Regions from separate parts of the Mus musculus genome. Here all the other regions are linked to region 5. A link is a contact called in public ChIA-PET, HiCAR-type, HiChIP or PLAC-seq and promoter capture Hi-C data. All regions are on one chromosome and are shown on one strand. Each heading gives the region's core, a stretch centred on a gene start, on an enhancer-like site or on the middle of the called end of the contact. The rest is flanking DNA. Distances are from core to core; before and after follow the strand shown.

Region 1 (2,957 bases), core at 250-2,749, 820 kb after region 5:
CTCAGAGTGATGAATCTGCAAACTTGGATACCTTGATTAAACTGTACCAAGATTATGAAGCTACAGAAAGGCCAAGAAAGCTGTTAAGATGTAAGATGGTCTTACTTCAAAAAGCATTTCTCTGGGGAGAGTGCCTACAGCTTTCAGTGGATTTTATAAGGAGCCAAGATTGATCTGTCTTGCTGTAGGTAAGAGTCACTTTACTCAAGATCATTTGTTTGTTTGTTTTTCAAGACAGGGTTTCTCTGTATAGCCCCGACTGTCCTAGAACTCACTTTGTAGACCAGGCTGGCCTCGAACTCAGAAATCCGCCAGCCTCTGCCTCCCAAGTGCTGGGATTAAAGGCATGCGCCACTACCGCCCAGCTTCAAGATCATTTTAACAATCAAAAGCAGACAGCCCAAGTGTGCCTGTATGGATTTGGCCAGGTTTCAAATCTACAGTCTGTCTGGACCCTTTAAACGCTACATTCACAAGCCTTTATCCTTCACACCTAATGGAAAGTGTTTTTACAGACAGCTGTGTCCAGATCCGCAACTTCTTGGTACACTGACTATTAGGAAAATGTACAAGGCTTTGAGTCATAATGATGTCACTTTCTGTTCTCCAGGTATATTAACCGGCTGCCAATCCTGTGTAAGCCTTAGAGAACTTTCTACTGTGAGTTAGCTACCATAGCGGTTCTTGGTGGTCACTTCAGGCCTGTCATAAACATCTTCCTTAGGCAATGGCCATAGAGCGGGAATGAAAAAGGCCCACTACTTAGAAACACTTTGGATGCTGAGTTTAAATCCTCAGGCTTGTTCTTTCTTATTTTTTCTTCTTGAAACCAAGGCATGTATTTCAAGAGAGATTTGAATTCCTCTTGGGGATTCTGGCTTTGGTCAGTCAACCGAGCACCCTAAACCAAGCAAGGAAACAGGCTAAGATTCCGCACAACTTCAAAGCGCCAGATCAAGGAGCACAGAAGGGCGGAGATCGCGGACAAGAGAACTTGGAATTTAAGTTATGAAAGGGTGAATTAGGGAAGGTTGCCACCAACGTGGAATCCAGGGAAGCCAGCAGGAATCGCAGGAGTGGCCTCCCAGGTCTTTGGGTATTTAGGCCGCATCTGGGCCCCTTCCTCAGGACCTCAAACCTGCAGGGACCAGACTACCCGAGGAGGCCGCACGGCGTAGTCCATCCCTACGGGGCGGCGCAAACCCCCTGGCTCAGGGGCCGAACTTAGGAGATCCCGCTGGGCTGAAGTTGGCTCAGCCCGGGACAGCGGTCGCGCTCCCCCCACCCCCCCGTCGCCACTCCCTGATCCTGCCCCCAGCCTGCCAGGCCTTACTTTGAGCGCCAGGTGATGGACGCGGCCCAAGACGGGGTGGACCAGCAGCTCCAGCAACGCCAGCAGTCGTAGCAGCCGCAGGCAGAAGGAGCCGAAGCGGCCGAGGGGTACCGGGACGGCCATGTTTGTTCCAGCATCACCAGCTGCTTCCTCTCCCACCCACTTCCGGGTCAAAGTGCGTCGTCCCGGAGGTGCTCTGGAAGGGGGCGCGGCTGCCGCCTCCGAGGTCCTTGAGATCGTTTTACTGCAAAACGCAACTCTGGTCACGCAGGGACCTGAGCGGACCACCTCGGCACTCTTCAATTGGCCTCCCAGGACGGACTTCCGGCAAAGCCCCTGTGAGGACCCTGAAGCGTTTGCCATGACAACCATGGCGGGGCAAGTTCAAGCCGGGCCTCCTTTCTGCCTTGCCGGGCTTGGGGATTGAGGGGCCTGGACCAAAGTCTGGAACCCGCAATGTCCGCCACTGACCCTGGCGGATGATTGGACTGCCTTCGGTGGTAATAACTTAGAAATTGCTGGCCTGTCTTAGATTCCTTGACTTATTATCATCCTAGGCCCTTTACACAAACTTCAGCTTGAAATAGTTGCAGTAATAGGATTTATTGAGTCCATAGGAAGCCATCCACTAGGCTTTTTTTTTTTAAGTGGCATTTAATCTTTGGGACAATCTAATTATATAAGAGGTAGGTGTCAGGCTGTTCCTCTGTTCTACCTAAACTCTAAGAAATGGTCATTTTGGCCAGTCTGAGCTGGGGATCACATGCAGATTTTTAACTGATACGTCATTTTGTCTTGTGTGATTTCATGCCACCGCTGGAGTCTGAGCCTTAATGTTTTCTATTTTAGTCTCTTTGGAAACTTAGCTTCTAGTCCTTAACACTTAATGGAAGGACTTGGTTGTAGGTCCCTGGTACCAGGGCTTACAGGAAACACTCGTATTAAAATAGCTGATAACCAAGTTGGTTTAGTTCTTAGATTCTTGTTTTTAGCTGGACACACAAGTAACATATGCTTTTGTGTATGTGCATGTAATTATTTAAGCAAAATAGGACACAATAAAAACACAGGGAACTCTACTACCAGGCAGCTACCACTATGTAGGTGTGTGAACACCTATGACAGAATCAGATTCCTATAGCTTTTTAACTGGAACTAGTAACAGGATGTATTTTGAAGGTCTGGTTGGTTGCTTTTCTAAGTTTTTTATGTATGTGTGTGCCATGTATAGGTACCTGAGAGGACCAGAAGATGGTGTCAGATCCTCGGGAGCTGGAATTGCTGGCAGTTGTGTGTTGCCTGACATCATGAGTACTAGAAAGTTAACTCAGGTATCTATCTATAAGAGCAGTAAGTGCTCTTAACCACTGAGCAGTGTCTCTAACCCAACATGATAGATCTGTATATATAAATACATATAGATAGGAAATTAAGTTTGTTTTTATGTTGTTTGTGTGTTTATAAATGCCATGAGGTGTACCCATAGAGACCAGAAGGGGGCATCAGATCCCTGCAACTGAAGTTACCTTGGTTGTCAGCCATCCATTGTGCTTGCTGGGAACCCAAACTCCAGTCTTCTGGAAGAACAGGAACTCTTAGCTGCTGAGCCATCTCTTCAGCCCAA
Region 2 (2,963 bases), core at 357-2,856, 990 kb after region 5:
CTCCAAGCGGCACTTGTGTCAAACGAGAATCAACTCCGTCTGCCAGAGCCCAGGGAGTTGGTATCACCTGGCATTCTGGCTTCAAGGATGGGAATGCAGATACAAACAAGGGACAACTTGTTTGTATCAGATGTCCCTCTCTGTATCTTCAAATGAGGAATGTCTCAAAATGCTCTTGACCTTGTGACTTTCCTTGGAGGCACCAGAGAGGCCCAGTACCCTAGAGGTTAAGGGGTAAGGCATGGTTAGGCAGGGAAATTAAGAGCCACCTCTGAGCCTGTGAGAATTGTACACCCAAGTCCCTGGATTCATGCAGCAGTTCCCAAGGTGCCTCTTTTTCAGCCAACAGAGACATGGTGTCCAATGACTGCCATCGACATCTGAAGATGGTTGATCTAATCTCCAGTGGGGTCAAGACTTTTGATACTTAATGCCTCTTTGATCAAAGCTAAAAGGCTGTTTCAAGACATCCCGAGTTTTCTCTTTGTCCCAGTCTAAGGGGAATATGACAACTTCAGAAAAAAAAATGTTCTGGAAAAAAGCCAAGGCATGGCAGACATGCCCTCCCTGCTTCAGAATAGTCTTCTGGAAAAAGTGTCCATCAGCCCCTCCCCCAGCCCATAAGCTGGCACACCAGCTGCAGCAGCAGCAGGGAAGACCCACAGAGGCCCGCTGTCCCTGAAGCACACCCTGCAGCTGTGAAAGCTCTGTCCCCAACCCAGCCTCACCTCCCAGCTGCAGAACTTGAAGTACGGGTTACTTCTCTTACGCCTCGGTAGCCTCGTTTTTTGAAAGAGAGACCCAACTGCATCTACTTCGTGGGATTTGATGGAAGGCTTCTAGAAGAGACTGCTTACCCCAGTGCCTGCCACAGTTAAGTGTCGAGTAAGAAGCGCTGTGCTCCAGAGGAAACTAGTAATTAAGGAGTCCCTAAAAGTCCCATGTGAGCTATTACGCATGCACTTATCCATCTTATAAGTGTTTATAGACACCTTTAAAAACTAACTACCGTCGCAACATCTCGGGGGTGTAAGGTGCTTATGGCAGAGCGACAGTCCTCCAGGCCAAACGAGTCCTCCCAAGCTCTCAAAGAGCAGTCCCTGGCCTCTGAACGTCAGTGGTACCTCTCCTAGGGACGAATGGCTGCAGGCCAACCTGGTATGGACAGTCAGCACCGGGACTGATATTCACCCCCGGCAAGGTGATCAGCTTTTGTGAGTGAGGAATAAATGTGCACGTCCGAGCCCTGGAGCCCGAGTGGCCTCCTGCTGGCCTTCCAAGCGACGTGCGGCCTGCTCAAAAGCCAGAGCCGTGGGGGTTCGGGGCGGGCACGGGAGTCGGTGATGGGATGATAGGCGGCGGGGACCTCTTACCAGGTCCTGGCCGCCCCGCAAAGCCAGGCCTCCCCTGCTCCCAGCGGCTGGACGATGATCCCCGCTCTAGCGGCCCAGCCCCCGGCAGCAGGCAGCAGCCGTCAGAAACTCACCTGCCGTCGCAACCGCGCCGCCTGTCAGTCAAGCTAGCCCACCGCGGCGCTGCCTAGAGTCTTGTGGCTCTGCCTGCCACGCCCCGCCTCCTCACCGTCAGACGTCCAATCGGGAGAGCCTATGCCAGGAGCGGGGGCGGTGTCACAGGTCACAGCCTACTAGAGGGCGGTACCGGGCACGCCGGAGGCGTGGCCGTGCGAGTGGTGAGTGCCCAAGCATGCCGGGAGTCGGGGGAGTGGCCGTGCTGCTGGGGTTTCACCGTGTGGTTCGAAGGCCGTCCTGTTGAGCGGTGAGCATGGTTACTCGATGGGCGTGGTCGAGGGTGTGGCCACGCGGCAATACCTGCCCTTGCTTTTCGGAGTTCGGAGTGGTTGCCTGCCCTGCTGAGGCGGGGCCCTACGGGCTTGGGGTGTGGCCTGGCAAGGCGGAGGCGGGTCTGAGTGCAGCCGACGCTCTGACGACACTTCTGCGCGCCGGAAGAGAGAGGTTCCCTGGACTACGCGTCTGGTAACGCAGCGCCAAGGGTCTGGTTCCGCTATGCGGATTACTGGGAAAACATTCCGCCGGCGCCGGGCTGACTCGGAGTCGGAGGAGGATGAACAAGAATCAGAGGAGGTTCGGTACGTGTTGCTGAGACAGGCTTGGGACTGGATACCGGCCAGCGCCACGCAGAGGCTCCTAGGGATAAGGCCACATCGCGGCTGGGAGAGGTGCCCCGGGGTCGCATGGGTCTGACTGCCGATGACCACTGGATCAGGGACTCGGCAAAGGGACATGTCCTTAGAACGGAGTTTGGCTTTTGAGTTCCGCAGGTCTCAACCTGTGCGTCACTTTTTATTCCTTTTTTTCCCCCAGGCTAAAACTGGAAGAAACCCGAGAGGTGCAGAACTTGCGGAAGAGGCCAAATGGGGTGAGGTGGGTACCACGGGGGTGGTCGCGGCGTCATTGATTTCCAGCTAAAACAAAAATTTCCAGCTAGGGTCGCAGTCACAAATCCCTCCTTTGACATACAGTTCTACTGATCATAGAGGGAACTAAGGTTCTTTATAAATGTTTGTCACATGCCCTGAACCTGATGGTCTATGGGTCTGCTCCAAGTCACTAACTGTAAATTTTAGCTGGACTGATGAATTGTGATTGACAACGTGTTAAGAGATAAGAATTTGGGAAACTTAGGTTAAAAAGTATAATAAATAAACAATAGCCTGGTTTGGTGCAATCCTATCACAGGGAGTTTGAGGGCAACCTAGGCTTCATAAGAAGAATAAAGAAAAAGAAAAAAACTTGAGGTAGAGAGACAGCATTTATAATAATATTTCCATTTATTTCCCACCTATTTCTTTTTTAGTTTATCCCATGCTTTTAAAGAGTTAAATCATCATATTACTGTGAGCCTCTGACCATGGTGTGTGTTTTCCAGAAAACCTTTTTAGAAGGCTGCGTCGTGTGCATTGCCAGGGGTGTGCACTATAACTT
Region 3 (2,982 bases), core at 24-2,523, 780 kb before region 5:
CACAGGCAGGGAGATCTCTTTTGAGTTCGAGGCCAGCCTGGTCTACATAGTAAATTCCAGGCCAGCCAAGCAGGGCTACACAGAGAAACCCTGTCTCAAAACAAACAAACAAACAAACAAACAAACAGCACTGGCTGCTCTTGCAGAGAACTTAAGTTCGATTCCTACCACTCACATGGTAGCTCTCAACTATCTGTAAGTCCATCCCAGAGGAGCCAACACCGTCTTCAAACTTCCATGGGCACATGGATGTAACCATACTTGCAGGCAAAGCATAAATATTAAAAAAAAAAGGGGGAGGCTGGAAAGATGGAAAGAGCACTGACTGCCAAAGGTCCTGAGTTCAATTCCCAGCAACCACATGTGGCTCACAACCATCTGTAATGGGATCTGATGCCCTCTTCTAGTGTGTGTCTGAAGGCAGTCGCAGTGTACTCATATAAATAAAAAAATAAATAAATCTTTAAAAAAACAAAAAACAAAAAGAGCCAGAATATGGTGGTGCAAACCCTTAATCTCTTAGCACTCTGGAGGCAGAGCTAAGTGGATCTCTGGGAGTTTGAGACCAGCCTGGTCCACATAGTGAGGTCCAGAACAGTCAAATCAGTGTAGAAAGATTCTGTCGGGAAAACAAACAAACAAACAAACAAAAAGCATCAGAGGGTCGAAGGCATGTGTCTAAGACCTCTGGGATACTTGTGTCCAAACGAGGGACAGGATCAGTCACCTCGGCAAGGGCCAGTGCGGCACCGCCCCCTCGAGGCGGTTCTCCGGGTTGCACCAGCCCCGAGTAGACGACAGCTGTCTACAGGTTCAGGCGACGGCAGGTTTCTCCCCCGGTGTGACAAGTCCGCACAAGGGAGGCCTACCACAAGCCACTGGGCGCCCCTCTGTCAAAGGCTTCCCTCCACCGGGCCCCCTCCAAACCCTCTCCTCAGGTTTGCACCAGAGGCTCTCGGATCCCCACCTCCGCCGGCGGCCGGCGGGGCGGCAGATGTTTCGAGCCCCTGCGAACTGCCGGCTGCCCGCCCGTCCGCACCGGCTCCCACCCCTCACCCGGCAAGTCGGGCCAGAAGTCGCATTCGCAGAACGAGCCGAAGGTGCAGCGCAGAGAAGCCACGTCCCAGGCGGCGGCGGCAGCCAAGGCCAGCCCGAGCAGCCCGAGGATCGAGCCCCAGGGCCGGTAGCCGTGCCTCGCCACCGCCATCCGGTTGAGGCCCGATTTCGGTCAGAGGCCGCCCACCGCCAGAACCTGTGAACTACAGCTCCCGGTGTGCACCGCTCCGAGGCAGCCACGCCCATTGCCTACAACTCCCGGCTCCCCTTCCTTGGGGCTCTAAAACCCACAGGTTGTCTCGCAGCAGTACTGCAAATAGGCCTCCTGGGGGAGCCCGCGAACCACCCAGTCCCGCGTTGCCATGGTCACGGGTAACTAGCGGCCCGAAACCTTACCTCAGAAAGAATAAAAGATTAAGAGAGTGAAACAACATAATAACAAAAACTTGAGCCGGACTTTACACTTTCCTGAGAGCCTTTTCCAAGCTCTTTTTAAAAATGTGACGGAAGAGTGCTCACAACCGCCTTTTGAGAATGTCTCTGCCAGTGTCAGGCAGGCGCCTTACATGGGATGCAACAGTACCTACTCTATACCCAGGGATGGTCAGCTCAATGAGATGTGGTCACATAAAGTGTTTTTGGCTCAGAAAATAGAACCTTCAAGATGGTTTTGTGAGCTGGGCGTGGTGGTGCATGCCTTTAATCCCAGCACTTGGGAGGCAGAGGCAGGCAGATTTCTGAGTTCGAGGCCAGCCTGGTCTACAGAGTGAGTTCCAGGACAGCCAGGGCTACACAGAGAAACCCTGTCTCAAACCCCCCCCCCCAAAAAAAAGCTGGTTTTGTAGGCAAAGACACTTGCCAACCGGCCTAAAGACCGGAGTACAATCCCCAGAGCCTACCTGGTGGAAATCAAGAACCAATCCTGCAAATTGTCCTTGAACCTCTCTACACGTGCGTGAGTTCACACACACACTCACAAAATGGATAAATAAGTAAATCAAAAGGCAGTGATGCAGCTTCACAAGTCTAAGGAACTCCAAAAGTGTGCTTTTTACTTTTCTTCCTTTGTCTCTGTCTTTTCGGGACAGGGTTTCCCTGTGTAGCCCCAGCTGTCCTTGGACTAGCTCTGAGGCAGGCTGGCTTCAAACTCAGAGATCTGCCTGCCTCTGAGTGCTGGGATTAAAGGTGTGTACCACCACTGCCCGGCCCCTTCTTTTTTCTAAGCACACCTCTCTAACACTTTGGGTGTCACTCCCTAAAGCCCTCTCTGACTATCGCGAGGCTAGCCTCTTTGTCAACTAATCCAAATGACATGGCTTTTTTTCTTTCTCCATCCTCCTCCTCCAGGCAGCATCTGAGATTTAAAGCTTGCCTGCCCCAGGGTTTTTCTTTTAAACCCTAATAAAAGTTTCTCAGAGCTTAAAAAAATTTGCATATATATGTAAATGAGTATTGCTCTTTCTTACCAGCTACTACTACACGCTAAAGACTAATATAAATCCAAGGAGAGGGGGTCCCTTATTGTCTTGGTTCTATTGAATTTGGAACCCAAGACATTAAGCTTCTTATCCAAGTTTCCTAGTCACTGAGCCATTGAACTCAACCCACCTCCAGGTGTGGTCGAAGATCTAATATCAAGAGCTCAGAGCAAAGAACCCCTGTGTCTCTAATTCAGTAAGCAGATTCCTGAGGCCCAGGCCTAGCCTGTGATCACCACCAGCAAACTTGCTTGTTCTGCTATTATAGCTCAGAAAAAGTCACCTCACCCACCAGGTGTAAGGGGAATTGGGATTCTAGGTTTCATATTTAAAGATTTTTTTTGAAGGGGGGGGCGCTCACTAAACAGCTTGGACTGGCCTCAAAGATTTGCCTGCCTCTGAGTCCAAAGTGATGGAATTAAAGTGATGAGTCACTAGATCCAGTTTA
Region 4 (2,755 bases), core at 175-2,674, 740 kb before region 5:
CCATCAAACAAGAGGGGGAAGCAAACGGGAAGCCTGCAGCTGACCCTGGAGAGTGGGGTGGCAACTCTGAAGACAGGAGGGATTGGGAAACTGAAACAGAAGGGAGCTTGTAGGACCACAGACCAGGAGGTAAACGCTGGAAAAATCGGCCATGATCAGCTCAGAATTTCAAGACAGTAGAGGAAGACAGAACAGACTTCAGACTCTCCTCTCTGTCTCTCTGTGTTATTGTTGTTTTTCCTGGCTGTCCTGGAACTGGCTCTGTAGACCAGGCTGGCCTGGAACTCAGAAATCCATCTGCCTCTGCCAAGTGCTGGGATTAAAGGCGTGCGCCATCAAGGCCCGGCTCACGCCCATTTCAAAAGCATCAGGAGTGCCGGCTCAATGTTAACAGTTTTGGGGATGATTGACTCTGGACAGACCAGCTTTGGCGCGGCTCTGTGAAGGAAGGTTGTAGTAGATCCATCCTGACAACACAAGATCCAAGGGTTTAGGCCTGAGCGTTGATCGCTCACCGCCCACAGTGTCGCCGCGCCCCCTGGCGGCCGTCAGTTGCCATGTCAACGGCGGGTGGCTGAGACGACGGAGGCGGCAGCGGGGGCAGTTCTCTCTTCCCCTGGCCTCAAGGCCGCTCCCACGGCACCTCCTGCCTTCGCCTCACCGGGAGCACACTCCCGGTCCTGGAAGAAGGGCCATTCTGTAGCAGCTGGCATTCGGGGGATAAACTGAGGCACGCAGGAGGGAGCCGCAGGCAGGTGTCTAGTGCGGAGCCCCACCTCCAAAGGCAGAGGAGGGGCTGCGAGCAGTGACGCGCCGAGGGCGGACGCTGGACTGGGAGCGGGAGGGCGGGAGGCGGCGGCGGCAGGTGCGGCTGCGAAGGGTGGGAGGAGGAGGGAGGGGGTGGGCGGAGGGGGAGGGGAGGCCAGGACGGGCACCTCCCCCTTTATAACGCGCCCCCTCCCGGGCTTTCGGGCCGCCTCCTCGTCTGCTCTGCCTATCTCGCCCCCTTGCCCTGCCGCCCCGGGCCGGGCTTGGCCAGGGAGCCTCCGCCCCCAGGCCTTCCCCCCACCACCACCCGCCGCCCCGCGCAGCCCGGCGGAGGCGGCGCCGTCGGAGGAGGAGGAGCAGGGCACTGCGGCTGGCCCCGGATCGGGAGCCAGAGCGGCAGCAGCTTCGGCAGCAGCACGGCCCGGGCCAATGCAGCGGGACGCACCGCCGCGAGCCCCAGCCCCAGCGCCACGGCTTCCTGCGCCCCCGATCGGGGCCGCCAACAGCGCTGGCGGCGGCGGCGGAGGCGGGGGCAGTGGCGGCGGCGGAGGCTCCTCTGCAGCTCCGGCTCCCCCTGGCCTCCCGGGAACTACAAGTCCCAGGGGGCCTGGCGGCGGGCGGAGACCGGAAGAGGCGGGCTCGGCACCTCGAGGCCGGAAGTGGCCGTGGAGGCGGAAGTGGCGCGGCCGCGGAGGGGCCTGGAGTGTGGCGGGACCGGGAGCGGCGGGAGCTGCGGCTGGGGGCGGCGGCGGCGGCGGCGGCGGAGGCGCGCTGGAGGTGGCCATGGCCAAGCAGTACGACTCGGTGGAATGCCCGTTCTGCGATGAGGTCACCAAGTACGAGAAACTTGCCAAGATCGGCCAAGGCACATTCGGGTAAGATTAGGCCGCGTGGGACCGCGAGCCCGGGACCTGCACTTTCCAGGGCCGACGTCGGGTCGCCCAGAGCCCGGGCCGAGGTGGTCCGGAAGCTTCTGTTTTCGTGGCTGTTGCCCGGTCTTGCTCGGCCGCGGCGCAGACGTTCCCGGCCCAACCGAGCCGACTGGCGGGGAGGAGCCTGGGGCCCGTGATGGGGGTTGGGTAGGGTTGCTGAGAGCCACTCCGAATGTGAGCGGCCACCTCTAGGGGAGGAGTAGGGGCTGAGTAGGAGTAAGCAGAGGCCGGGAGGAGGACGGAAGACACGCGGTGTGGAATGACCGCGTCCCGGATCCGAGGCCGCACCCCGCCCGCCGTGGGTCTGGGCTCCTGCTGCTCCCCTTCGCGCGGGGGAGGGGCACTCCCTGCGGAAATGCCTTATGGGTCCCTTGGGTCTTTCTCTGTGCCTGCAGGGAAGTCTTTAAAGCCAAGCACCGTCAGACGGGCCAGAAGGTGGCTCTGAAGAAAGTGTTGATGGAGAATGAGAAGGAGGGGGTGAGTATATGGACCACTGGGCCGACCTTCTTCTAACCTGGCTGGGTTTCCACACCGCTACTTCAAAGGGTTTTGTGCTGAGATTCGACCTAGTGTTTTTCGGTTTTCCATGGAACAAGGAATTTGGCTTTCCATTTACACTGTTGAGCTTTAGTGGCAGAGTTCTGTGGGAGCCACGGGAGGGAGCCTGTGCTTTTCCCATGGAGTGCAGGTTGACTCTAGAAAACTTTCAGCTTAGCTTGGCGTTGAATTTTGTTTTGTATGAAGAGACCATTTGTGCACAAGCCGTTTAAAAGGCCGCTGAGCTTAAGGTGATGTTCTGAAAGGTGTTGTTTCCATCAGCCTCAGCAGCATTGCCTTTGTAAGGAAAATGCTGTTTGTCTTACTTTGCGTCTATAGGGTCTTCTGTTTTCTGGCATGTCTGTGTACAGCACTATTCTCCAGTACCTGGGTACCTGAGGAAGCCAGAAAGGTGTGCCAGGTTGCCTTGGATCATTTGGGACAAAAGATCCACTGTGTGGGTGCTGGGAATTGAACCTGGGTCCTGGGGGAGGATAGCCAGTGCTGTGGTGTGTGTG
Region 5 (2,882 bases), core at 31-2,530:
TAGTCATGACTGTACCACTGGGGCTTGGTGGCTTTTTTTGTGGTGGGCCAGTGTGATGAAGCAACACAAAAGAAACAAAACAAAACAAAACAAAACAAACACAACAGACAAACCCAAAACCCAAACCTCTCCTTTCTGCTTTTGGCAGGAATTAAAATACTGCTATTAGCCCTGTGGTTCTAAATTCTCTACCCGAACATATCTGAGGAACATGAAGCTTGCCCATTACCGGGCTCAGCACATGTGCTGACTCAAGGAAGAGCCACTGTTTCTAAGCATGATATGGAGCACTCGACCCATGTGCATTTTAGCGACTCACCGGTCACACAAATGGCTAACACCTTCCTGCAACTCACTCATTTCCAACTGTCTACGGTCCCCTGCCTTTCCATTCTGTCAGAGTATATAAGCCAACTATTAACACAGTATCCAGAAGTTGTAGCATGGGGATCACTTAGGGTTCGCTTGCTTTTCCTTTAGTCTCATGAGTTCAAGCTGATTTCCAGTGCCAAACTTGACTTCCTGTTCCTACTAACTAGGGGTTTTGAAGGCAGATAGTGTTTCTTGGCTCCACTTTAGGTAGTTTGGACCACCCTCAAGTATAGAGAGCTAATAAGAACTGAGCGTCTAAGCCAACTGTGGTAATGCACACCAATAATCCCACCACTTGGGAGGTGGAGGCAGAGACAAGAGCCCAAGACCAGAAGCCACCTTGAGCTACAAGAGACCATGCCTAAATCGTAAGAGAGATGTAAGGCTTTTGCCACGTGACTTTGGATCATTTGCTTTCAAGGCTTCAATGCGCTCCTCTTTCTAAGCTGGTCGTAAGGGCTGCAGCGACGGTGGCGACAGTACGTCTCACTCAATAAACAAGAATCGCTGTCACCAGTAAGGCGACCAGCCCATCAGAGTACCTGGGGTAACTCAGAAGGCGTGGACAAACCCACGCAAGGACAGGTACCTGCACTTGCAGGGAACTCAGGCCCGCGACACGCAGAGCTGCGGACGCTCTGTGGGGCGAGCGATCGCGACCCTGCGAACTGCAGGAGCAGCCGGCAGAGGCGAGGCTCCAAGGCAACTCCAGGACTACGCAGGCGGGGAGGCCCCGGCCAGGCTCTAACCTTCATCTCCCGCTCAGGGATCATGGCATCCATCTCGTCTCCCATCGTGCCGCCTTCAGGGTGTTCAAGTAGCTGCTGCTGGCGCTGCCGCTGCCACCCGCGGCCTTTCAAACACAGCTCAGGCCGCTCAGGCCTCAACTTCCTTCCCTCAGCGCCCGCGGCGCGTGGTAGATGCGCGTTTCCGGCGCGCGTGACTGACGTCACCCAGGCCGGTTTTTAGTGTGCTCGGAGGCAGTCGAGGGCTGCTCGGAAGTCGCGCGCTTGCCAATCCACAAGGCCCCATTGGCCGGTTCCGCGCAGTGGGTGTGGCCATGAGGCGCGGGCCGGAGTCCGCCTTCCTTTGGATGCTGCGTGCGCAGCCTCGCTATTTAATTTTCTTCCTTAGAGAGAGGCACGCTCGGCCTTCCTGAGACTCTCGATGCTTCCCGGTAGCACTTACCTGCAGGGCTCTTAGAAGCTTCCGACTTAGAGAAGTTAGGAACTTTTTTGCTGGGAAGAGCGGACAGAGAGGTTCGGTTAGCGGGTGGACTGCACTGTGTGCCGGTGCAGAACCCTTTTAAAAACGGAGAGGAAAAGGGACAAAAGATCGGTTTTGTTTACTGTTTTCAAGGCAATCGTTTCAGATCATAAGCCATATCCACTTCACATCGCAAATGGTGCGCGGCTATCATCTCAGCTTTTGGGGATTAGAGGGTCAGGAATTCAAGGTCTTCCTAGGCTACATAGCAATCTCTAGATATCCTGAGTTACATGGGACCCTGTCTGGAAAAAAATATGTAATAAGAGAATTCCACACAAAGCAGTTAAATTATCCAATAGCTTTCAGCCAGGAAGGGTTAAGATTCAGATCTGCGTATACTGACTGATGTTGAAGACATTTCTGGAGTAGAATTATAAAAGAGGTTCCTAACTTGGAGCTGGTGGGTCAGCTCCAGAGGGCACATTCTGTCAGATGCAGTCTCTCAACAAGTTGCATGTGTGCAAGCCTCTATTCATTGTAAAATGCTAACAGTAGACCTGGGTCTTGGGCTTAATCAGATGACGTCAACTGTCTGTCTGGGACATGGGAGACCCAGGACACACTCATTTACTTGGTACCTGTTGTCAGCTAGCTCTTCTGAATTTACTGAGCCCAGAGCTGTCCCCAAGAAACACAAAGACACTGATAAATTGCTCTAGTTTATTTCAGTCTGCAGGAGACCACATCCCATCCATACATACACACATGCACACAATAATGGCACTCACCCAAATCTACCTTACAAACATCTTTTGAGTCACAGGGCAAAGCCATACTTGGCAATCCCCAAACTGCTGGTTACACCAGTTACATTTGGTCTTTTTCAGAAATAAGGCAGCCGATGTCCCAAGAAAGCTAAGCCCTTAACTAGAGAGGTTAAAAACCCTGGAACCAACAGACACAACTTGAAATATATGCCAACTCCTCCATTAAAGGGTCATTCTTAAGTCTTCCCATAGATTGATCTTCAGACCACTGCCTCTTTCTGTGCTCTGCAGAGGTCAGTGGCACACTCCTTTATGGAGGTGGTGTGTAAGCTCATGAGTTGTGGACCCACTGAGCCGGCTGATTCTTCCTTCCTCTGTCACATAGAATAGGGACCCAATGCAGTCCAAGGTCCCAGCCCGCTCAGAGAAGGAAGGCAGGAGGAAATGGGGGCAGAGATGCTAATCTTAAAAGAAAAATAAGTCAAAGGATGGGGTGAGGGTAGACAGGATTTTATATTTATAGGGAGGAATGCT
Region 6 (2,878 bases), core at 195-2,694, 730 kb after region 5:
GCTGTGAGCCACACCTTCGAGGGTCCAGTTAACCTCACAAACAGCAACAAGCTAGAAAAAGCTACCCACCCAATCTGGAAAGAGAGAGTAGGCAGCCTGGGCTGGGAAGGATAGTTCTCCTGGATGTGACCTCCAAGGTGTCCAACTCCTCAGGACAGGGGCCAGGAGAGCCCAGGCAGTAAAGCCCCCTTTGTTCTAAGTCTGGGAGAGTGAGGAGCATGGGGCTAAGGCACTAGGTTGACCAAGACCTGCAAACGTGCTCAGAAGACCGATACCGGGGGTGGGGGTGGGGGTGAGAGCAGAGACCATGCACTGCACCAGAGCCTCCATCTACACCGAGCTGTCAGTTAACTGCCTGTCTTTCCGGGTGATGCAGAGCGCTCAGCCAAAGCTTCCCAGGACCCACTTCCAGGGCCACCCCTGGAGAGGCTGCGAGGAGGGGGGACACCTGGTGTGGAGGCACTAAAGATGCAGAGGCAGATCTGTGAAGTTGGGCAAGTGGAGAGCCACGCCTGGGACTGATCTAGTGGACCGTGGAGTGGGACAGACCTTCCTTCGCTCGTCAGCTCGGGCCATGTAAACCCATTTCCTGGTGCGGTAGAGACAGGAGAAGGGAAGGGGGGATGGAGAATACAGCCCAACCGTGCGACATCTAAGAGGGCGCCCAGGACCCTTGGCCCTCTACCGTCACTACCTGAGCGTTCTACCAGTCTCGCCAGCCCTCTTCCTCCCAACACAGTCACACTTGCCAGGGAGGGGGCGACAGGCCAACCTCGCAAGAGGCAGGAGCCGCAGCAGCATCATTAAGCATGAATCACCCACCCACCCTGCTCCAAGCAGGAGAGCCACACAACGCCCGGGCGCCCCCTCCTGGGACCACTGCCCCCCGCCCCGGCACAGCCCGGGTCCTTCGGACAGGAGGGGAGCAGCGGGTGGGCTGCGGATGCCCTGAGGACCCAGAGTGGTCCCTGGAGCACGCTGACAGGCGACACCCAGCCATGGCCGGGGGCGGGGGCGCGGATAGAACAATGGGCCAGGTGCGGGGCAGGGGCGCGGCCGGGAAGGGCGGAGGGAAGGTCGCGGCTCGATGGGGAATCGGGGATCTGGGATCGGGGCTCACTCACAGTAGGTTTTTCTGGTCAGCTCCTCCACAACTTCAGGCTTCAACTTGCTGTTGGATTTCCCCATGCTCGGCGGCCGCGGCCCCCGCTCCCCGGGCCGGACCCGCTCGGGGCGCCCAGCGGGAGCGGTTGGGTCGGGCCGGGGTGCGCGGAGGCCGGCAGGCCGGGCTGGGCCGGGCCGGGGCCGCGCCTTTGTCTGGCCGTGCCCGCGCGTCCCGTGCGCGGGGCTCCGGCGTGCTGCGCGACCGCGGCTGACGGTTCAAGGGGCCTCGGGGACCCGGCGAGGGCCAGGCCTTGGCGGTGCAAGCGGCCACGGCGAGGAGTTGCGCGGGGCTGAGAGCCGCAGCCGCCGGGGCTCGGTTGCCGCGGTCGTCCCTGGTTACTGGGCTGCGTAGCACATGCTCGCTACTGCTGCGCCGCCGCCGCCCCTACGCTCCCCGCCTCCCGCCCGCACCGGCGCGCCAGGGGTGGACTCGGAGCCGCCACTCATCGCCCGGCGCCACCTCCCGCCCAGCTCCGACAGGCGCGAGCTCCGCGTTGAGGCACCCCCTCTCCTGTTGGCTCTCCGGGGACGCTGGGAGGTCGCCGCACCGCCCCCTCCGCCGATCCATTCCCCCCTCTCCGCAGCGGCGTGGGCAGGGAGGGCCCGGAAAATCGGACGTGAACGAGGCCAAATCCCTGCCCGGCGCAATTCATTCATTCCACTTAGATGTGTTGGGCGCTGGGGACCTGGCGGCCAAGAGGACAGACGCGATCCCAGACCTCTCCAGGAGCATCCTGATGTGCTGGCTGGCATGGGTTTCGGTGGGAACACTTTTGCCTGGCCTTGAGGGAAGTGACTTCAGATTGAGAGAGGAATGGGGTATCAACCTGGAAGGGGTCTGGCCTGGGAGGGAGAGCAGCCTCTACACCCGGGGCTCCAGGCAAGGCTGGGAATGATCTGAGGCCAGGCAGAAGGGCCAGAGCTTCTGGAGACCAGCCTGGCAAGCCGCTTTCCCCAAAGACCTGGCCTCTGTCCCCGGTGCCCAGGAGTACTTGCAGTTCAAACCTTCTCTGTTGTGGGGCTTGCTTGAAGTGGCCAGAGGGAGCAGAGCCTGTTGGTGGGGCTCCATGCCTGGAAGCCTGCAGCTGGGGAAGGACTCCAGGAAAAGGATGGCCTGCTCTCCCCTCCTCCCAAAATGTCATCGTAATTGAGACCTCTCCTGACTTTCTGCCCAACTCTGTCTCCTTAACAGCTCAGGAAAACTTGGACCTCTTAGTCCATTGGCGCTTGCTTCTTCCAAAGAATGAGCCTCAGGGGGAGGGGAGCAGAAATATGTCTTGCTCTCAGAAGGCCCTGAGGGCCAGTGGCAACTTCTGTGAGCCAGTCTTAGTAGCAGAGGCCAGGGAGCCAGCCCAGCTAAACAGGGAAGTGGGTGGGGAGGCAGTAGGATCCCTGGTTCACAACTGGCTTAGACAACATTAGGAGGAAGAGTTCTCAGGGAAAGGCATGAAAATAGATCGGGTAGGGGAGGAATGACCCATGCCAGGAACCAGAGCCCTGGAAAGACCATGGCAAGATGAAGCCATTCCCTCCTGAGCCAGCAGGGATGCAATCACGGACAGAATTTCTTTTTTTCCCTCTCAGAGGGTGTAAAACCCTGCCTGGGGCGATGGTACCTTTCAACCCCACCTCTTGCATGTCTCCAGCCTTCAGATGGTCTCGGTTCCTTCCCTTACATGAGCCCAGGCCAGACCCAGGTCCCAGCTTGTTGGTG
Region 7 (2,700 bases), core at 89-2,588, 990 kb before region 5:
CTGTCTCTCGGTGGCTCCTTGAGGGCTTTGATGATCAGGGCTGAGGCAGAAGGCACCACCTCGATCTGCAAAGAGACTTGATGTGAACACAGCCCAGAAAACCAACCACCACCAGACACGCTAAAGGGCCCCGAAAAAACAGCTCGGCTAGCTAAGGTGCTTCCTGCTGGCCTCACCTCCAGAGTTGAATCCCTAGCATGGCGGACTCCTGCACCCTGGCACCTACTACTGACTTACAGTGAACCCTGTCGTATAGCCCTCCCACAAGGATAAAATCCGATTCACCGGGACAGGGAAATCTTTGCCAAGACCCATGATTCCTGAGGGCTGCTATCTCAACCCTTCCCTCAACCCCCCACAGCAAGCAATGTAAATACCTGGGCCTGTCTGTTCTGGATGGTCAGTTTCACTGTAATTCTGAGACCCTTCCAGTCACCGGTAGCCTTGGCAATGTCATCGCCAACTTTCTTCGGAGACTGTAGAAATAATAGCATTCGTTACCATGTGCCCAAAGTTGAAGCCAGGACCTTCAAGCTCACCGCCAGCCCTCCTCACCGTCCCACAGGAGCCTGCCCACAATGGCTCCACATCCTTCTTCACTAAGACAACTCTGCAGTAAGGGCTAACAAAGCAAAACACTTTCTGCTGCAATGGGGAACCCTCGGAGCTTTAAACACTAGGTTCCCGTGCGTTACCCACGGAGGCTAGTGGATTTAAGCAAGTCCAATGGCTGCCTCAACCGGGCTGTGGCACGAGCCTCCGTGCACGTGTTATCTCAGTTTTCCTTTGCGTCCCAAGTCCCAGCACCCACATCCCGGCCTGCACCAGGGACATGGTGGCCTCTTCTGCCCTCCACGGGGACAGAACACATCTACAGGCCAAACAGCATGCACGTTAGAGGTCTACGGCTCGGGAGCGACGACTTACCAGACCCAGAGGACCGATCTTCGGGGCCAAGGCGGATGTGGCGCCGACCTCGCCTCCGGTGCACCTCAGGTACACTGAAGAAAAAGCAAAATCAGAACCTCTGCGGCGCAGGCCGCCCTGCGCGCTGCCGTCGGGCTTCAGATGTCCCGGGCCAGGCCTTACCCTAAGGCGCACGGGCCGCCAGAGCGTCGGGCTCCCTCCCCTCTTACACACGTGGCAGCCAAGGCCCAAGGGAGACCCGCCAGGCCCCGGGACAGCACCCGGGCGCGGCGAGGGCACGCACCGACTTTGACCTCGTTGGGGTCGAACTTGGGCGGCATGGTGGAGGCGGCTGGTGTCGGATGAACCCGGATTCGGGACGACCGAAGAAAGTTGCACCGTTGCCTCCTCCGAGCCGAAAGCCGAAAAGACGGATCCTGCTCCGCCCACGCCGGATATAGGCGGAAAAGCTCAGCTCTCGCGAGAACCGCTGGCCCCACCCAGTCTCTGGGCGACACCCTGGTCGCCCTGTTTCTTATGGGCAGGCGTCTGCGGCAGAGGACTGCAGAGCTTGGTCTGTGGGTGAGCTCGGGATTCGGAAGGGGTAAATGTTCGGAGCACCTTGCCTGGGCAACAGAGTAGGGCTGCACCAGAGGTCCTGGTTCCTGGTCCACGTTCCCTTCTCTTGACGGTGACTCTGGAGCCCCTGGGACCCAGCCCAGGGCCCCGCCCCTCCCCTAAGGGATCTGCACCTGACTTGAGCGACCCTAGTACCAGTGCCACCCTAGTACCCTCCTAACCTGTTTGCGGTATGTGCATGTTAGTTACAGAAACAAACTATTCGAGTCTAATCACGAGTCTTTAATTCTGCAATTCCTTGGTTTCTAGAATCTCGAGACTTTGTCATCCTGAGTTGCGTGTCTTTCTGAAATTTAAAGTTTCGGTGCTCACTTCTATGTTTGAAGGAGACCGGACACCAGCTCAGCTTTTGGGGGCCAATGGTTTGTATCTGTGGCCAAGTCTTCGGAGTGACTGGCCTACCTTGAGGTCCACCCAAGAATCGGAACATCGGTGGAGGACCTCCCCATCCACAGAGCCAGGTTAGCCGCTGGCCAGCCCTGCCAGGGAAGGATGGGTGTGGTTCTTCCCAGCCAAGCTGGACCATCAGGAAAGTTCAAACCAGAACTGAACGAGCCCTGCTGAGAACGGTGAGGGAGGGGGAATTGGCAGAGATAGTCATTGAAGAAGGTATTTGGAAATGTAGATCTGGAGGATGGGGGCGAGGGAGGCTAGTCATTAGTGAGCCATCTGTAAGGGATTTAAGTCGTGGCCATCAGATAGGGATGGAGGGAGCTGTCTCTCAGGAGTGCTGCAATTGAGTGCGGAGAGTCCTGAGCAGGCCCTGCAGGCCCAGCAACCTCCTCTGACAGCCCACGCCCACAAATGGAGACCTGAAATCCCTCAGGACCACATGTGTCCTCTACTGCAAGGCTCCTCCAGCCCTCTTCTCCTTAGCAACTGTAATAGTACCTGAGTGCATTTGTCATGTGTGTGGTACCCTGTGGCAGAGTCTATGGCATAGACCTGACATACATGAAGTCACTGACCCCACAGAGGCCAGCATTGGCAACATTGCTCCATATTACAAATGAGGAAACCGGCTCCGACCAGTGACACAAAGTGACACAGCTAATGTCTTAGGTGTCAGAGCCCATGCCGTGAGTTACACACTTCCTCCAAATGATTATGTCCTTCCTATTGCTGGCCCTTAGACAGCACTGGAAGTTGCAGCCA

The links. Promoter capture Hi-C pulls out the DNA fragments that hold promoters and counts their contacts. ChIA-PET counts read pairs in DNA pulled down with a chosen protein or histone mark. HiCAR-type assays count read pairs that join an accessible place to other places. HiChIP or PLAC-seq counts read pairs in DNA pulled down with a chosen protein or histone mark. Capture Hi-C pulls out chosen DNA fragments and counts their contacts.
Region 1: a contact with region 5 is called in a HiCAR-type map of astrocytes, with 2.9 times the contacts expected there. The contact joins the promoter of Gpr107 here to the promoter of Nup214 in region 5. A contact is called at or near these places in 1 of 39 promoter capture datasets (hippocampal neurons), 1 of 484 Hi-C or Micro-C datasets (B cells) and 2 of 115 datasets of contacts at active chromatin or transcription factors (astrocytes and memory CD8 T cells).
Region 2: an H3K4me3 HiChIP or PLAC-seq map of bone marrow-derived macrophages shows a contact between it and region 5, with 6 times the contacts expected there. The contact joins the promoter of Usp20 here to the promoter of Nup214 in region 5. A contact is called at or near these places in 4 of 39 promoter capture datasets (the C10 cell line, hippocampal neurons and liver), 4 of 115 datasets of contacts at active chromatin or transcription factors (astrocytes, bone marrow-derived macrophages, embryonic forebrain and 1 more) and 3 of 9 other capture datasets (adipose tissue, liver and pancreatic islet).
Region 3: a promoter capture Hi-C map of pre-B cells shows a contact between it and region 5, with 2.7 times the contacts expected there. The contact joins the promoter of Tor2a here to the promoter of Nup214 in region 5. A contact is called at or near these places in 4 of 39 promoter capture datasets (cranial neural crest, liver, pre-B cells and 1 more) and 1 of 115 datasets of contacts at active chromatin or transcription factors (memory CD8 T cells).
Region 4: a contact with region 5 is called in an RNA polymerase II ChIA-PET map of memory CD8 T cells, with 8 read pairs. The contact joins the promoter of Cdk9 here to the promoter of Nup214 in region 5. A contact is called at or near these places in 2 of 39 promoter capture datasets (cranial neural crest and erythroid cells) and 2 of 115 datasets of contacts at active chromatin or transcription factors (kidney and memory CD8 T cells).
Region 6: a contact with region 5 is called in an H3K4me3 HiChIP or PLAC-seq map of bone marrow-derived macrophages, with 4 times the contacts expected there. The contact joins the promoter of Ncs1 here to the promoter of Nup214 in region 5. A contact is called at or near these places in 3 of 39 promoter capture datasets (3T3-L1-derived adipocytes, hippocampal neurons and liver), 1 of 484 Hi-C or Micro-C datasets (CD4 T cells), 2 of 115 datasets of contacts at active chromatin or transcription factors (bone marrow-derived macrophages and memory CD8 T cells) and 1 of 9 other capture datasets (pancreatic islet).
Region 7: a promoter capture Hi-C map of liver shows a contact between it and region 5, with 2.8 times the contacts expected there. The contact joins the promoter of Rpl12 here to the promoter of Nup214 in region 5. A contact is called at or near these places in 2 of 39 promoter capture datasets (erythroid cells and neutrophils), 1 of 115 datasets of contacts at active chromatin or transcription factors (pancreatic cancer cells) and 1 of 9 other capture datasets (liver).

The regions. Positions count from the first base shown.
Region 1 is chr2:31,150,858-31,153,814 of GRCm38.p6, reverse strand. It overlaps Gpr107 (G protein-coupled receptor 107), which reads right to left and starts at 1,499. Exons shown (of 18, transcript NM_178760.4): 1 at 1,334-1,499. The coding sequence starts at 1,456. D330023K18Rik (RIKEN cDNA D330023K18 gene) reads left to right here and starts at 1,524. Exons shown (of 2, transcript NR_040334.1): 1 at 1,524-1,833; 2 at 2,565-2,766.
Region 2 is chr2:30,980,922-30,983,884 of GRCm38.p6, reverse strand. It overlaps Usp20 (ubiquitin specific peptidase 20), which reads right to left and starts at 1,606. Exons shown (of 25, transcript NM_028846.5): 1 at 1,487-1,606. It overlaps BC005624 (cDNA sequence BC005624), which reads left to right and starts at 1,944. Exons shown (of 9, transcript NM_144885.2): 1 at 1,944-2,107; 2 at 2,343-2,402. The coding sequence starts at 2,025.
Region 3 is chr2:32,755,525-32,758,506 of GRCm38.p6, reverse strand. It overlaps Tor2a (torsin family 2, member A), which reads right to left and starts at 1,273. Exons shown (of 5, transcript NM_152800.3): 1 at 1,057-1,273. The coding sequence starts at 1,207. It also overlaps a transcript of Ttc16 not described here.
Region 4 is chr2:32,711,453-32,714,207 of GRCm38.p6, reverse strand. Cdk9 (cyclin-dependent kinase 9 (CDC2-related kinase)) reads left to right here and starts at 1,424. Exons shown (of 7, transcript NM_130860.3): 1 at 1,424-1,643; 2 at 2,096-2,177. The coding sequence starts at 1,552. It overlaps Mir2861 (microRNA 2861), which reads left to right and starts at 1,320; the gene lies at 1,320-1,401. It overlaps Mir3960 (microRNA 3960), which reads left to right and starts at 1,236; the gene lies at 1,236-1,308. It overlaps Gm33457 (a long non-coding RNA gene), which reads right to left and starts at 898. Exons shown (of 2, transcript XR_001783272.2): 1 at 1-898.
Region 5 is chr2:31,972,848-31,975,729 of GRCm38.p6, reverse strand. It overlaps Nup214 (nucleoporin 214), which reads right to left and starts at 1,280. Exons shown (of 36, transcript NM_172268.2): 1 at 1,122-1,280. The coding sequence starts at 1,166. Aif1l (allograft inflammatory factor 1-like) reads right to left here. Exons shown (of 6, transcript NM_145144.1): 6 at 2,288-2,882.
Region 6 is chr2:31,244,489-31,247,366 of GRCm38.p6, reverse strand. Ncs1 (neuronal calcium sensor 1) reads right to left here and starts at 1,444. Exons shown (of 8, transcript NM_019681.3): 1 at 1,125-1,444. The coding sequence starts at 1,188.
Region 7 is chr2:32,960,350-32,963,049 of GRCm38.p6, reverse strand. It overlaps Rpl12 (ribosomal protein L12), which reads right to left and starts at 1,338. Exons shown (of 7, transcript NM_009076.3): 1 at 1,211-1,338; 2 at 928-1,001; 3 at 378-476; 4 at 1-65. The coding sequence starts at 1,247. It overlaps Lrsam1 (leucine rich repeat and sterile alpha motif containing 1), which reads left to right and starts at 1,409. Exons shown (of 26, transcript NM_199302.3): 1 at 1,409-1,488; 2 at 1,795-2,006.